Linked DNA regions of Hordeum vulgare: region 1 is linked to region 2. Evidence: chromatin contacts called from public Hi-C data. All regions are on one chromosome and are shown on one strand. The core of a region is the stretch at or near the end of the contact, and the rest is flanking DNA. Distances in the headings are between cores, read along the strand shown.

Region 1 (5,032 bases), core at 1,319-3,818, 470 kb before region 2:
CCTAACTGCCCGCGCCCATGGGCCTCCTCCGGCTATAATGCACGTCGGTCATAACATCTATACTTACATAAGTTTGGTATTTATGCGGTACAATGGTTAACCCGGCAAATTCATATAGGTTGAACCCGTATTTTTCTTCAGAAAGATACTTTAAAAGACAATAGCATATGTTAAAGCAGCATCTTGTTACAGAGTATGATTTTGAGTTCTGATAGGGATTATCATCTGTCTTTTAATCCATTAAGCCAAGTCAGCAATGCAATTCACAAAACTTATCAAAGAAGAATAAGTCTACCAAAGATAATTGCCTCTGGACAGAACATCACATGATTGGCTGGGCAGGAAAATTAATGTTGTTCATGTCTCAACGGACCAAAGATGCATACCTGAAGAGCCTCCTGATATACTGCCCTCTCGTCAGAATCCAGAAACCTACTTTCTAGGTTTGGACGAGCTTGCATATCATTAACATTAGCGAGTTCATTGTTACCAGCAGAGTTATGGCCTCCAAATGATGCAGGCAGCATCCTATGTGAACTAGGACTATCATATACATAGACATCATCTAGCAATTTTAAACAGGGAAAAATATCAGTACTTGTATTGAAATTGTGCAGCCATTTCCAATGTATGATAATTAAATTTGAGACTAGCACACAAACCATCATCATTTTCCATGGTGTCCTTCTGGGCATTACTCACAGAGTAGCTTCGGGTTGAGAACCTTGAAGATGAAGGCTGCCCAATGCCATTGGCATCATTTTTTACCATCCTATTATCATCCAACCTTTGAGAATTTCCATTGGTAAAACGCGATGGGAGTTTACGGCTCTCACTTGCAACACTTGATTGTGCAGATTTTGACGTGCTTCCATTGGAAAAGGATGAAGGAAGAATCCTTTTGTTATTGACATTTGCATCCACTGCCAAACCATTGCGCTCCCTCACTGCGATATCAAGTCTACTGGAGGAGAGAAAGGCCCTTCCAGAATCGTGTCTTGGCCCTGCACACGAATTTGAATGTGGATAAGTCCTGTCCCCCAAACCTAGTGTATAACGGGCTTTCTCGATGTCTATACCATTTGCAAAGGAAGGGGGCAGAGTTCTGTATTGGCCATTATCATTTATATTAGATCTGGAAGAAGAGGGAGTGTTCCTCAACAAATCTTCATCCTGAAAGACGACTGATTGCCCTCCGCCATTCTCGCCAGATGTGACATTTGTAGAAGTTGGATCGTCAGAGTCAGAATCAAAATCATCACCACTGTCCGATATCAAGTCAATGACATTAGCATTATCATTATTCATACTGCCAGCAAGCATGTGCACCGCGTCTGTGTTTTCAGGACGCAATTGTGATTAGCATTCAAACCATGCATGCATGAACAAGGTCAGATCACAGAGTGTTAACCTATCATTCAGCCTCCAGACTGAAAGCAAACACACTTTGAAATTTATGCAGATGATTGGCAAGCTAGACAGATAAAGCACACCACACGGCTCCTGGTAGCACTAGCAGTTACTCGAGTTATCCGCAATTGGCCTGCAAGCGGATCACATAAAATTGCAGCTGAGTAGATATCAAGTTATGGTGCACAGAACAGGAATAACAGCATGAAAATATTGAGGAATAGTTTTGTGAAAACCCCTCCTAAAAATCATATGCATGCTTAATCGTCCTGCGAGTGGTCAAATGGAATTCTTCAGCATTATTATCTAACTCACAGGAAGAAAACGATTGAAGCTTGTGATTTAGTTTTTGATGCAGCAAGTCAGGGAAAAGGTTTATGTTGGTACCAAAAAAAAAGAGCAACAGATTTAGTAGCATATAAAAAGGTATCAAATTTATTTTTATAATTTAGAAAAAAATGTGGCAACACATCAATTGGAAATTATAGTAACCTAAGCTCGGAATACCGAGTTCACTGGAGAGACTTTCCAGATCAGTTCAGCTCTAAAAATGGACCAATCAGACCCTATGCGCACGCTAATGATAGATGAGGGTTAGGTCTACACTGAGGACTGGACTGGATTGAAGATGTCATTTCAATACCAGAAAGCAGAAAGGACTTTGCACGAACGCGCTACCGGGCCAAATTCTGCGTTAGGGAAACCATGCTTGACGGGATCAACCAATACCCCGATCCGAGACCGCCAAGATGGCCCGGCCCGGAAAACCCCATCCGGGGACAAACGAACAGCAACCTCGAGTTCACCCGAACAAAAAGCAACCCCGAGGCGGGGAGAAAGCCACTGCACGGAACCCCTAGCAGCAACACGCACCTCTCCGGAACAGGCGAAATCCGCGAGATCAGCCCTCGCGGCGCTCTACTCGGCGGCGGAGGAGGAACAGACCGGTCGGCAGCGGGATCGGGTCTGGGCTGGGGAGGTTGCAGTTCGGGTTTTTTTTGTGGGGGGTGGGAGGTGGGGGTGACAGCACGGAGCGGAGGTGTTCCTCCTGTGAATCCTATTTCCCCTCCATCTCCATCTTTTGTTTGGTTCCCTCCGCATCCGTATATTGTACTATAAAAAGCACAAGAGAGCAGATCAACTCATCAAGTAACGATACATGAGGGTCATAGTGACCTTCCCAGCAGCCCCCAGGCGCTCACACACATGCAAACTAGGTTGATGGAAGCAACAATTCATGAGAAACTAGATAGTCAACATAGCCTGACAGGCATAGCACCGCAGCTCAAAGTGGCCGACGTGCGAGCTCCTCCAGGACTGCCTGCAACTCCAAATCGAGCACGCGCAAGTGCGATGGCGACAAAAGCCTCGCAATCTCCGCCAGCTTTGCGACATTCTCAGAGGGCATTGGCGCACGGAAGAACTGCAGATAGGCCAGCAGAGTGTCATCCGTGAATTCCTCCGGACGCTTGATGAAGCCAAGCCTAACGCTGATATCTGCATGGGATCTTCGAGACGATGATAGCGAGGAGCGCAGGCGCTGCAGACGTGGACTCTGTCGGGATGCTTTGGCAGCTCCCAGGGGTCTTTCCTTAAATCTCCTTGATGAAGAGGCTGAACCGGCTGGTGGAGCTCCTAGGATGGAGGATGATAGGATGGCCACAATCTTGCCAATGGATCGTTGTTGTTCATCAATATGTAGCCCCTGAACCTTCTCCGTGATCGCCGAGATCAAGCCTCGGCCAGACAAATTTGCCTCGGCCAGTGCCTTCCTAGCAAGCAGCTCCTCCACGGACTGCCATACTTGCTCTCGGTGCTCTTCCCCTCCATCCATCCAGTGCACCGGATTTGGTAGTGGACTATAGATGTTCCTGGACACATCTGGCTCAAAAGCCACCTCTGGGATAGCAGTCCAGCTCACATCCATCAAAGGCATGGTGACCTGGGCACCAGCCCAGCTAGTCAGGCAGTAAGGTTCCGCCGATAATGCAGTAGGATCCCAAAAAGACAACCTCTGAGGCGATCTTGGAGGCTGAAACTCCCAACCTGGTGGAGCGCACTGGTCTAGGGTCGGAGGAAGCGGAGGCAGATCATGGTTGCAAACGTTGGTGGCTATGCAGGAAATCCTACCTGCATCTGAGACCAGGTACCCATCGGCAAAGTTGGTCCAGGAGTCACAGACTTGGTGCCCTTTCTTAGAGACTACGGACAGGAGGTCCGAGGGGCCCGAGCTCCATCCGAAGAAAGAGCCAGCCAAATCATGGCATGCCAATGAATTACCTGCCGAATCCCAAGCCTCCTGGCAGCGGCCGGGCTCCAAAGGGGAGACAGGGCAGTCACGGGGTTGCATACTAGCATACAGCTCGGCCGAGCTAATGGCATCGCTGAGCTCCGGGGTCTCCAAAACAGCCTTCTGCAAGTTAGACATGGAGTGCGGCTCCTCAGGCTGAGGCGCGGCTAAGCTCTGGGCGTCGCTGACCCCATCCTCTGATCTCTGCTTATCCTGTTGCTCCCTTGACCCATGAGATACATCTTCCTGAGACGGTTTCAGCTTATCATTGAGCGCCACCTTAGCGCGAGTAAGCAACGAGGGTGCTGAGCCAGCCCTATCAGCCCTACATGCCGTAGTAATCGCAGTTGGCGCGGTGCTCGCAGCCTCCCCGTGACGCCGACGTTGCCGTGGCGCTGGGTTGTAAGAGGTCGTGTCACGGCAGACTTTGTCTTGTAGTTTATGGATTATTTAATGAGTAACAATCTTTCCATAGCTAGCTGGAACGCCCGCGGCTTGAATAACCGAGCGCGTCGGGCTGCTGTTCGCGCCTTGCTAGCACAACTTTCATGCTCAATAATCTACCTGCAGGAATCCAAGCTACAAGTCGTTGGAAGAGCAGATATAAATGAAATCATTGGACCGACCTTCGACTGCCACGCAGCTCTTAACGCTGATGGCACACGCGGTGATGTCCTGCTTTGTTGGAATTCTTCTATCTTCATGGCTTCAGCGATCATAACCAGAACATTCTCCATTATAGCGACATTCACCCCAATTGGAGCTAACTGTCCATGGTCGTTGTCTGCTGTCTACGGGCCACACGACTATGGGCGGAAGCAGAAGTTCCTGAATGAGCTAGCGGATATCCACGGTTGCATGTCTGGGCCTTGGATTGTCATCGAAGACTTCAATATGATCGTAGATCCGACAGACAAAAACAACGATCGCGTATGTCGATGCTGGATGAACAAGTTCCGTCGCTATCTCAATAGGTCTAGCCTTCATGAAGTGTCGCTGATTGGTAGAAAGTACACATGGAGCAATGAGCAAGTTTCCCCTACCCTTGTGCGCCTTGATCGGGCGTTCTCCAACATGGACTGGGAACTTATGTTCCCGGCGGCCAAGCTACTGCCTCAAGCCTCATCTATCTCGGATCACTGCCCTCTGCTCCTGCGCAATTATGTGATCATGAAAACGAACAAGCGTTTTAGATACGAATCATACTAGGAGCTCATCGATGGTTTCATGGAGCGGGTAAACCAATTCTGGATGGCGCCGGTGCGCACTAGATGTTCGCTGACAACGCTGAATATGAAACTTTGGCGGCTGAGTAGAGAACTTCAAAAGTGG
Region 2 (5,230 bases), core at 1,667-4,166:
TGAGGAGTGGGGCTGGCTGCTTGGACTAAGAGTTTGGAGGAAAATGTATGAGTGCAGAGTGAGGTAAGTGTTGTTTTACCAAGATGGCAGATGGTATTCGACAGGTGTTTGGGGTATGTACACTTCACCACTGTTGATGAAAGCTAATAGGATTGGGTTTGAGGCTAAAATAGGATGCTCCACCAAATTTTAGTTCCATTGGACAAGTTTGGCAATGCAAACTTGAAATCACCCCCAAATGGGCAGTTCTGTCCATTCAAAAGTGAATGTGGGTAAATCAATCCCCACAAATCCATTTTTTGGCAAGGACTCCTCATTTGGGTTGTTGAGCACTCCTCCAAAGTTTCAAGCCATTTGGACAAACTTTGCTATGTAGAGTTGCACCAACTTGATTCTAGACACATAGGGTTTGGGGATTATTTGGTGAACCACATCACCTTGGAATGAGGTGAAACTTGGCACGAACACCAAATATAGCTTGGGAAGCATGCTGGTATTTTCTGGGAATTTGTTGGAAATATTTCAAAAGGTCAAAATAGACATAATAAGTTTTCAAGGATTTGCTCAAATATTTTGAACATAAATAGGGGTTGAAAATCTTATGTATGGAAAATATATGTCCTATGGGTATCTCGAAATTTTCTGAGATTTTTCTAATGCAAAAAAGTAATTTTTCATACATAAGTATCATTTCGGGCCTAAGAAAAGGACATGCAAATAAAATAGGAATATATTATATAAAACAATTATTTCATGATTGTGGAGAGCAAAAATACAATATTTGGGTGAAGGCACTCCCTTGAAATCAGGGACTTGTAGTGCAAACCCAAAGCAAGGTTTTTGAAATAACCAAAATGGGAAAGGGATCTTTTTAGAAATATCGTGTTATAAAATATGGTTTTTGATCCACTCATGCAAGCATACATACAAACAATAGCATTCATGGCACTCATAGCACTTGCTTAAGAAGTTTTAATAAAATTATATTTTGAAAAGGCTAGTTGAAGTGAGGTAAAAACAGGGCTTGACATAAACCATATTCCCTTTCAGGAAGACTTGTGGCAGCACGAATGGGTTAAGGTGACACATTGACAAAACTTGATCTACGATCGACTCAGGAGGTTTAATTTATTCCCTGCATGATTAGCACAATCAAAGTGTTTTATCACTGCACACAGAGTCACTACCTATCATGCCCCATCATGCCTCGCTGACCACCCTTGTTCCACGAGATGTGAGCTCTAAAGTTGTATCTCCCCGAGACACCGACTCTCTTCGGATCCCATCCGGTAGGCATGCGCAGTAGACGGATGTGATTACTGTCCCATGCATCTCAATAATGCAATAAACGTACTTTCAATACTAAAGTCATATGCATGATTATCACATGAAATATCACCACTCAATTAACATAACCATAAAGTTTTCTTCATTAAGCAGCCCACACACAACCAAAATATATGAAGGTTCAGAATGTTTGTCTTCAGTATGTAGATAGGTGAGGTGCACATCAAAACTTTTGAAAGTTTAATCTTTCTTCAAATTCCTATTTAAGAAAAATGCTCAAATCAACATTCAATACAAACATCACTCAAAAGTTGTTTGAATTTTTAAAAATAAATATTTGTATAAACTAGATAAAATTTTAAAGAGGTGAGAAAAATAATCAACTCATTTGGAATTTTATTTTAAAAGATGTGGCCAGTCAAAGTCCACTCAAACTTTTGTTTTGAAAATATATAGATAAATAAAAACGCTTCGGAAAGGAATACGCGTTCAAACAGATAAAATGTACTATGGGCTTTACACATCCACTTAAGTGGACGGCGGCCCGGTCCTGTCGCTGACGAGGAGGGCCCACGGGCAGGTTTGACTTCAGGTAAGCCTGTCGTCTTCCTCGTGTGGCCGAAGGGAAGGCGGGGCTCCGGCGGTCCTTCCCGGTGGACGGCGGCCCGGTCCTGTCGCTGACGAGGAGGTCCCACGGGCAGGTTTGACTTCAGGTAAGCCTGTCGTCTTCCTCGTGTGGCCGAAGGGAAGGCGGGGCTCCGGCGGTCCTCCCCGGTGGACGGCACCTCCTAGGGTTCTTCCGAGGGCAGGAATGGATCCACCTCTTCGGTTTGGTCCTCCAAGTAGTCGCCATGACCAGAGGGGTTGACGAAATGGCCGACGGCGAGCTCCGAGGCTGCGACGGCTTCGGGTCAGATCGGGGGTTTGGCTAGGTTGCTCCAGGTCGAGGCTGAGAGGTGGGGTAGCTCCATAGGGTCGGGGAAGAGCGGATGGTGGTGCTGGAGAGGCGAGAAGGGCCTGCCTTGGGCGAATTTGATCGGGGCTGCGGCATCCAAAGCTTGCCGGAGATGAAGAGGATGACCTCTCGGTCTCAATTGGCCACGATGGGAGCTCGAGGGGGTTTCGAAGAGGCTCTCTGTGTTCTGGGGGAGCTCGGGGGTCCCTAAATACGCGGCGAGATCGGTTGTGCGGGAGCAATGGATAAGTTCGGCAAACTGTTGCATTGGCGATGTGGCGGTCTGCTGGCAGAGACCGCGAGCTAGCAGATGAGCAAGGGAGCCGTACCGGGGCTAGTTGGCACGCTGGGGGGCTCGAGGGGTGCTGTATCGCCGGGGCAGCCGCTGCTGGCATCGACGGCCATCACGGTTGTAGAGGCTCACACGAGCAACGAGAGGGCTAACCGGTGCTTCTGCTGATGTCCGCACTAGCAGACCGGGTCCTCCACTGATCCTGGGGCAAGCTGGCACGCTGCTGCAGCTTAGGTGATGCTGCCATGGCAGAGACCTGCTACTGACGATGACAAACCGCTAAGGCGCATGTACGGTGGCGCTGCAGAGCTCTAGGGGTTGGTCGCGTGGCAGTAGCAAGCTAGAGGGCTCTGGTTGTAGCTCCTCGGGCCAGTAAAGGCCACGCAGGCGGGGTTATGTGGGATGCGGCGGTCCGGATGCACACACTGCAGAAGTTGTGCTCTGGAGCACGCTCTGGACACGCCCCAGAGGTGCTCGACGAAATGCCTAGCCATTACAGAGGTCTCCAATCTTGGTGAAACATGAGAGGTTGGCTAGGGTTTTTAGTAGGGCTCTAGTTGACTTAAAGGTTTGGTAATTGGGGCAACTTCATAATACAAATTAAAGAGCATGTCAAATCAGGTGAGGGATACAAGGTGTTTGTTATAATGCCAGTGGCATCTAGAAAGGTTTTATGGCCACTAAATTTTCCAGTCCAAGGTCTCTTTGGATGCTAATAATGGTGGCAAGGTTAGTTTTTGAAAATCATAAACTTGTTAGTGCAATAATTTGAGAAAAACACTTCTGGGCACCATCTTAGGGAGGTTAAAACAGGGGATTAATAAATCCAAAAGTGGTTGACCTCTTGGATTTAAATGTTTGGTAGGGTCCTCTATGAGCAGTAAATTTTTCACAAGCTTTGGGGGTAGAAAAAAGAGGGCTACAGTTCAAACTACAAAAATAGTCCTGAACAGAAAGTAGGATGTGGTGCTGAATGTTTTCAAAAGACCAAATTGGACTTTTGCATAAAACTCATTTATATGAACTCCTTGACCATTCCAAATTTTATTAGAATTTTTGAAGAAGTATAGGTATGGGTTGTAGTACAAAACAACAAATTGGGCCAGAATCGAAAAGACGATAATGAGCTCAATTTTTACAAAACACTTGGCTAGGTTTTCGCATAAAATTGACCCACGTGCATCATAGGTCATCCACAATTTTTTGTGAAATTTTCAAAAGAAGTTACCAAATGGTTGCAGCTCAAATCACGTCTTTAAAGTATTAAGAAGCCAATTTTGAATAAATAAAAATTAAAAGAAAATATTTATAAAAAAGGCCTTCATTGGGTTTGGGAGTGAAGGGAATAATATTTGAGGCAAACACTCTGGTCAAATAATATATTTCAAAAACTCCTACTTGGGAAAGAGAGTTTCTTACAAACTCAAGTAAAGAAAGGATCTGAATACAGTAGAAAACCCAAAATTAAAAATTTAGATAACCATGGACAAATTTTAATAATTAAAAGTCATGGCTAAAATTTTAGGGTGTTACAATCACCAGCCCAAGGAGGATCTACAGTATCCCGGGGATCACGCACACTGTAGAGTGACGACTACATTATAGGCACGGAAATTGGGGTGTCACCCCACTACTTCCACTACCCGCGTCTCTGCGAAACCGCCGCCCCCACACGCGCTCCTTCTATTCAGAAATCGCGGAAAATTCGTCCTACCTCATGTCTCGAATGGATCTGTATGCATGGCGCATGATGAGGTGAGCCGAATGATATTTTCTCTCGTCCCCCTGCGGGACCCCGATCATTCGGGAAATCAATGAAGATGACCCGATCGTCTTTCCTTCAACGCAGGTGCTGATCCGTTCCCGCTCGCCGAGTGAGCACGCGGAGTTCCGAACTCTTGTACGCCCAACTTATGGAACCTATCTTCTCGAAAGATAATCCACCACCACCGACTGCACATGTACCCGTATTACTGGACAGTCGAAATTTGTCACTGTTGAATCCGTGGAGGTTTGCGGAAAGTCTGAATGACCCATCTCCGAGCTACAGCCTAAGAATCTCCAAGACACCAAAGACATCGAAGGGAGTCATTCACTCGGTCTACAAAACCTCAACCGATTCGGGGGCTACTGATGGGGTTGTACATTAGGGGTAGGCCTACTGACCTGCTTCCATAGACCCACCTAGGACCCCTTAGGGACATCGATGTCCTTAAAGTCACCATTGAAGACTCGACCTCATTCGGTTCATCAACCGCCACTCAGCCTACTCAGAGTCACTCGGACCACCTTGTGTCGGTCGGACACATCCTGTCACTCGGACCTCAGCAAGGTGGTCGCACCAAAGAGGCAGCAATGGCTAAGGACTTAATCCACCACATGAAGTGCCATGAAGACTCACGTTACGAGTAACACCAAGGGTTAAAGTTGTCATTTCTAGTAACTTCCCTCTTTATTAGCATTAATTACCTTGTACTGAAGCTCGGACGATCGTGGCAGCTACTATATAAGCAACTCCCGGGCTCGAGATCAAGGGTTCAACACTTATAATCTTTGGCACCCCATAAGAAAACACCAGCCTCAGGGCTCGAGACGTAGATTTGTTACCACTTCTGAGTGGGGCCCGAACTCGTAAAACTCCGAGTGCATCCGATGCGCCTAGTTAGACTTCGCCCCTTCGTTTGTACCCCAAGCTA

Evidence for each region. A called contact is a pair of places that touch in the nucleus more often than the background predicts.
Region 1: a contact with region 2 is called in a Hi-C map of leaf, with 4 times the contacts expected there. The contact joins the promoter of LOC123412809 here to the enhancer-like site in region 2. A contact is called at or near these places in 2 of 6 Hi-C or Micro-C datasets (both in leaf) and 1 of 1 datasets of contacts at active chromatin or transcription factors (embryo).

What each region holds. Positions count from the first base shown.
Region 1 is chr7H:339,998,188-340,003,219 of MorexV3_pseudomolecules_assembly, reverse strand. It overlaps LOC123412809 (helicase-like transcription factor CHR28), which reads right to left and starts at 2,568. Exons shown (of 12, transcript XM_045105753.1): 1 at 2,284-2,568; 2 at 1,412-1,543; 3 at 663-1,334; 4 at 387-565. The coding sequence starts at 1,418.
Region 2 is chr7H:339,532,282-339,537,511 of MorexV3_pseudomolecules_assembly, reverse strand. No RefSeq gene overlaps it. Among protein-coding and RNA genes, the nearest start is that of LOC123411325, 200 kb to the left of the region's middle. Within about 2 kb of position 2,916, at least 2 of the 3 cell types and tissues checked have open chromatin away from gene starts, as enhancers often do. A contact at or near this core is called in leaf, where this site is marked.